Linked DNA regions of Hordeum vulgare: region 1 is linked to region 2. Evidence: chromatin contacts called from public Hi-C data. All regions are on one chromosome and are shown on one strand. The core of a region is the stretch at or near the end of the contact, and the rest is flanking DNA. Distances in the headings are between cores, read along the strand shown. Region 1 holds the start of LOC123443522 (E3 ubiquitin-protein ligase SIRP1-like). Region 2 holds the start of LOC123443517 (presenilin-like protein At2g29900).

Region 1 (3,023 bases), core at 164-2,663, 760 kb before region 2:
CAGCTGGAACCGACAGACCGGGCAGGAGCTGTGCATCTCCAGCCACGGCACGATGCACTGGGAGTGGAACCTGTGCCTGCAGGGCAGCTCCCGGGCGCGCTCGCCGGACGCGTAGTCCTCCAGGCACACCGCGCAGCTGGCCGCGTCCTCCTCGTTGCCGCAGCCCACCACCTCTACGGTCGGCAGCGCCTCCACGGCGTCCTTCTTTGCCGGCGGCGTGCCCTGCCGGCCCGCGTCGCTGTCGGCCAGCTGCTGCATCAGGGCGTCCAGCCCGGGCCCAAGAAAGTAGTCCCCCAGCGCCATGCCGTGCTCCCCGAGTGGGGCGGCGGCGAAGATGCTCCGGCCGAACGGGCTGTAGTGCTCTGCCTCGAGGCCGCCACCGGCGCCGAGGGCGGCCGCGGACTCGAGGCGCTGCAGCTGGCGCTCCCGGATCGCCTGCAGGAGCCGCAGGAACGCGGTGGCGCGCCGCCGGCGTCGCGAGAAGTCGACGTTGTCCAGCTCGTCCTCTGCGGCGGCCACGGCGTCCACAGTACGGCGGTTGCTGCGGCGGCGCCGGACGGGGTCGCCGACCATGCTGTCGATGATGGGGGCCCAGATGGAGATGGCGTTGTCGGCGCTAGGGTAGGTGCCGCTGGCGTGGCCGGTGCCGGCGGCGACGCTGCTGCGGGCGGTCTCCATCTCCTCGAGGAAGCCGCTGCCGCAATACGGGCACTTGATCTCCACCCCGGCCTCCGCCACCACGGGGCTGACAGCCGTGGCGCACATATGGCACCAGTACCTCCGGGCGACCACCAGCTCCCCCATTGCTGTCGATCTCTCCCCCGTCAATGGACTGGAGCAGCTCTAATTCTTGGATTAGGCACTGATAAATCAATCAAGAAGGGGAAGATTAGAGCTCGACACCAGCAATGGCCAAGGAACCTGAAGAATCGGAAGCCAATGCAGGTGCAGCACCAACTTTTTGATGGATTCATGTTCTCCACCCGTAGAAGTAGAATGCAAGCTAGCTAAGCGCATGAAGAACATGGGCCTTTTTTGCTTTTTGACATGGAATCGAATGATGGGATGCATATCTTTCCAGGCTCCAAAAACAACATGTACCCAACAATAAGTCCAATCTCATAAAGAACCAAATGCTAAAACAAATTCCAATTACTAGCTATCAGGGAAAGAAGAAACTGCATGATGAACAGAGGCGGCAAAATGACCGGGATAGACAATCAACAAGCACAAGACCAACCAAATCCGAGGAAAATGATGAAAATCTTAAGGCATCCATGGATTGATGGATGGTTGAAGAATAATCACCTTGGGCAGGGCATGTGGGGGGTGGGGGAGAGAACAAGGCCAGAGGGGGGCTGGCCTGTCCACCTCCTCTATATTAGCAGTACCCTTTCCTTGGGTTAATTGCTGTGGGCTCCTAATATATAGATATAGATAGATAGACAGACAGTGATTAAAGGCTTTGCTTGCTCAATTATTGCCTGGGATGAGGACGCTCTGGCATTCTAATTTTAAACTGCCTTATTTCTCCTCAAAACAAACTCCCCCTCCATTTCTGCTAAAAGTTCGGTGGCGTAGCACCTGCTTTGGTTCCCAAACCAACCCAGATATAGGACATCCCCAAGGGTCAAGGAAAACATTTTTAGGAAAAGAAAAAAAAAAGTTGCGAGAGCGAGCCTTCTCGCTCCCACGATCATCGAGCATGTGCATGTGACGGACAAATGCAGCTGGTCGGATGCACCCAACGCACCAAGCATAGCTGGGGCAGACAAGTTCGACGGGCACGCTATGGAGGGGATGCTCCGCCACCTGCTCTGGCACCACGCTCGTCGTCTTCTCCTGCTCCTCCGCGCCCTCGACTGCCGTCGTCTCGCTCCTCTAGAATCGCTTGCGAGAGGACCACGAGGCGGCCTCGTCCTTCCGAATCACGGCACGACTGCGACAGCGTCACAGAACAGCGACGCGACCTGGTGCAAGATGGAGATGCACGCGGCCGACGCAGACGCTCCACCTGCATGTGCTGTACGTGGCGAACCAGCAGCAAGATCCGGCGCGGAGGGCGCACTCGGCGGCGGGATCTCGTCGGAGGCACTCTCCGACGGCGAGCTGTCGCGGCGCGCTCGGACGGGCTGTGGGGCGAGCTCGTGGGACAGGCTGCAGTGGTGTGCGCGGAAGGGCTGCGGGTATACGTGGGGGCATGGGCACCCGGCCCGACCCGACCTGACCCAAAAATCCCGGGCCGGGCTGGGCCTATTTGTGTCATCGGGTCCGGCTTGATCGGAAAGTTGAGTCCGATTGTCAGGCCAGACCGGGCTTGGGTCTATAGAAAAACAAAATTAAACCGGGGTCGGGTCAGGCTGATTGGGCCCAGTCGGGTTTTTTTGGTCTCGGGCCAGACTTAAGCCCAACATCCAGTCCCAACGGTCGGGTCGGGCCAGGCTCGAGCCTGGGTTTTCAGAACCGGGTTTTTTTGCCTGGCCCGAAACCCGGCTCAACCCGAAGAATGCCCACGTATAGGTGCACGACGAGCTTGCGTGACCGAGCTCGTGTGGTCACTGTTTTATGGGACAAGGATCGACATGTTTCTTGATGCCGGAACATTTCAGCTCGGCATTCGTGAAGTGCATGGGTACGATTTCCGTTCGGCCTTTTGCTTTTTATGATTCGATGTAATTTCGGTAGCTTATTATTTGTTTAATATTACATGTAGGATGGATGCAGTTTTGATATTGGTAAGAAGAATACATTGATCTATTGATCTCACAAAATTTACTAGATGTTCGTGTACTTCTATCTAGAATTAAAGGTATAGATGAGACTGAAGAAGCGACCAAAGGAAAAGCAACATCTAATTCTTTAGCATCGAAGAAGAAAGACGTTGTAAACTCAAAAATTCACACATCAACAACGAAAACATAGAGAAGACCTTAATCCAACTAGTAGAAACAGTTATGGAAGTTAGACGTCTTTTAAAATGTCTAATTGTGGTTCTTGTCTTCTTTGGTCTTGTATTCGTAGCG
Region 2 (2,700 bases), core at 101-2,600:
TGCCGACTCTTCGTCTGGCTTGGTGAATAAGGCAATGGTGAAGCATGGACTAGAACTAGTGAAAATGGAGGACATCACCTATCTCATCTATTTTCTGCGGATGATTCACTAATGTTTTTTCGGGCGTATGCTCAATAGGCAACAGTTGTGAAAGGTTTGTTGAACACTTACGCATCATCCACGGGATAACTTATTAACCCCTCAAAGTGTTTCATGCTTTTCTCTAAAAAATGCTCAACGGCTGTTATAGATGAAGCGAAGGATACTCTTCAAATCTCTCAGGAGGTGTTTGATCCTAAATATCTGGGACTTTGTGTTCCTGATGGGAGAATGCACAAGGGTCGCTTTGAATCATTATTGGATAGACTTACTAAAATATTGGGAAATTTGAGTGAGTAGTATATGTCATCTGAAAGTAAAGAAATTCTAATTAAGTTCTGTCGCACAAGCAATTCCAACGTATGTCATGAGTATCTTTCGGTTATCAACCTCAGCTTCTGATGAGATGACTCACTTAATATAGCAATACCGATGGAGCATAGAGAAGGGGAAAAGGAAAATGCAATGGCTAAGTTGGGATAAAATGATCATGCAAAAATCTAACGGATATATGGGATTCCGTGATATGGATACTTTTAACCAAGACCTCCTAGCAAAACAGGCTTGACGCTTCTTGAAATCTTTGAATAACTTTTGTGCACGACTTTTTCCTACAAAGTATTATCCCCATGAGAATGTAATGGAGATGGTTTTTTTTCGAGCAACGTGTGTGTGGTATGACGTAGTATAGAGCATGGTCTTGAATTGTTAAAGAAAGAGCTCATTTGAAGGATGGGTAAAGGCACTCAGATTTGTACTTGGCGGGACCCATGGATTCTTTGTGGTCCTACTTTCAAACCAGTCACTTCAAAACGGAATTGCTGATTGAACCGAATTTCTGACTTCATACATGACGATAGAATTTGAAATGTACGGTTACCTAACACACATTTTTGGGTCATGAATGTGCTGCACATTCAAAAAATTCATACATCACTAAGACAGTGTCATGATTTTTTAGCCTGACAACCGAAGAAAAGTGGTTGTTTTACTGTGAGAAGTGCTTGCCATTTAGCTATATAAAATCACGAAGAAGCCTTCTCCAACGGAGCGTCGAGCGCTCATCCTGATGGTGCAAGAAATAAAACTCGTTATCCTGAATTTAACTTTTGCCAAGCTCACGAGGAAGCCTTCTCCAATTTTTGCGAGCTGATTGTAACTCTGCATGTATTCCGTATGAAATAAAACTCTTTATCCTGGCAAAACAAAGTGGCTATATACTAGTCGAGTGAAATTTTGCAGGGAACGCGTGAGAGTGAGTCCAACCAAACCCTCCGCCGACCGCCGTACCCGTGCGCGTGCGAGACCGCCGCGGGGAGCGAGCGACCCAGGCCGAGATCGGGAAATTTCCCCATCTGCGCCCCCCACCCCCACCACACCCGCTCCGTCCCACGGCATGGATCCCGTCGCCGACGCGCCGGACCCGCCGGGCTCTGCGGCCACCGTCCTCGACACCCTGGGCGAGGAGGTGCTGGCGGTCATGTCCCCGGTCTCCATCTGCATGGCCCTCGTCGTCCTTCTCATCACGCTCCTCGCGCCGCCCTCCTCCCCCCCCTCCGCGCCGCCCCCCGTCACCGCCGCCACGCTCGTCTACCTCGAGTCCCCCTCCGACTCCCCGGCCCAGAAGCTCGTCGGCGCGCTCCTCGACGCCGTCGTCTTCATCGCGCTCGTCGCCGTCGTCACGTTCGTCCTTGTCGCGCTCTACTACTACCGCTGCACCGGCTTCCTCAAGAACTACATGCGCTTCTCCGCCTTCTTCGTCCTCTTCTCCATGGGCGGCGCCATCGCCGTCGCCCTCCTCCGCCGCCTCGACGCCCCGCTCGACGCGCCCACCGCGCTCCTGCTCCTATTCAACGCATCAGCCGTCGGCGTCCTCTCCGTCTTCGCATCCGCGGTACCCATCCTCGTCCGCCAGGGATACATGGTCGCGCTCGCCGTCATCGTCGCCGCCTGGCTCTCCAGGCTCCCCGAGTGGACCACCTGGATCATGCTCCTCGCCCTCGCCGTTTATGACCTCGTCGCCGTGCTCGCGCCAAGGGGCCCGCTCAGGATGCTTGTGGAGCTCGCATCATCCAGGGACGACGAACTCCCGGCGCTCATCTACGAATCACGCCCCACGGTAGGCCCAGCCGAGACTTCCTCCTCCTATGCTCCGGCAATGTGGTCCGAGGAGTCGCAGCACCACGATTCTGCTGCACGATCGGGTCCAAACCTCTATGACAGGGTGGGTCAGCACGATGATTCGGCTCCTGCCATGGTAGAAATGAGGGATCTTGGCTCAACAAGCCGTGACATGGCTACCTCAAATCAAGCTGTAACAGGGCAGACATCAAATCAAGGTGGGAGTGCACAGCATGCTGTCATTCAGATCGAGCGGCGTCAGGAAGAAGAATTAGAGACAGCTCCATTGGTGTCAGCGGCATCTGCCAACCCTACCGTCGCCAATGAGGAACATACACAAATTTCTTCATCAGAACCTCCCGAGGAGGAGTTTGAGATGTTTGAGTCTAGCAGGGGCATCAAGCTGGGACTTGGCGATTTTGTCTTCTACAGCGTGCTTGTGGGGAGGGCTGCCATGTATGATCTCATGACGGTGTATGC

Evidence for each region. Hi-C and Micro-C count contacts between places; a contact is called where the count stands out from the background.
Region 1: a contact with region 2 is called in a Hi-C map of seedling, with 6 times the contacts expected there. The contact joins the promoter of LOC123443522 here to the promoter of LOC123443517 in region 2. A contact is called at or near these places in 2 of 6 Hi-C or Micro-C datasets (leaf and seedling) and 1 of 1 datasets of contacts at active chromatin or transcription factors (embryo).

What each region holds. Positions count from the first base shown.
Region 1 is chr3H:205,460,053-205,463,075 of MorexV3_pseudomolecules_assembly, reverse strand. LOC123443522 (E3 ubiquitin-protein ligase SIRP1-like) reads right to left here and starts at 1,413. Exons shown (of 2, transcript XM_045119914.1): 1 at 1,309-1,413; 2 at 1-862. The coding sequence starts at 804.
Region 2 is chr3H:204,696,655-204,699,354 of MorexV3_pseudomolecules_assembly, reverse strand. It overlaps LOC123443517 (presenilin-like protein At2g29900), which reads left to right and starts at 1,350. Exons shown (of 1, transcript XM_045119906.1): 1 at 1,350-2,700. The coding sequence starts at 1,496.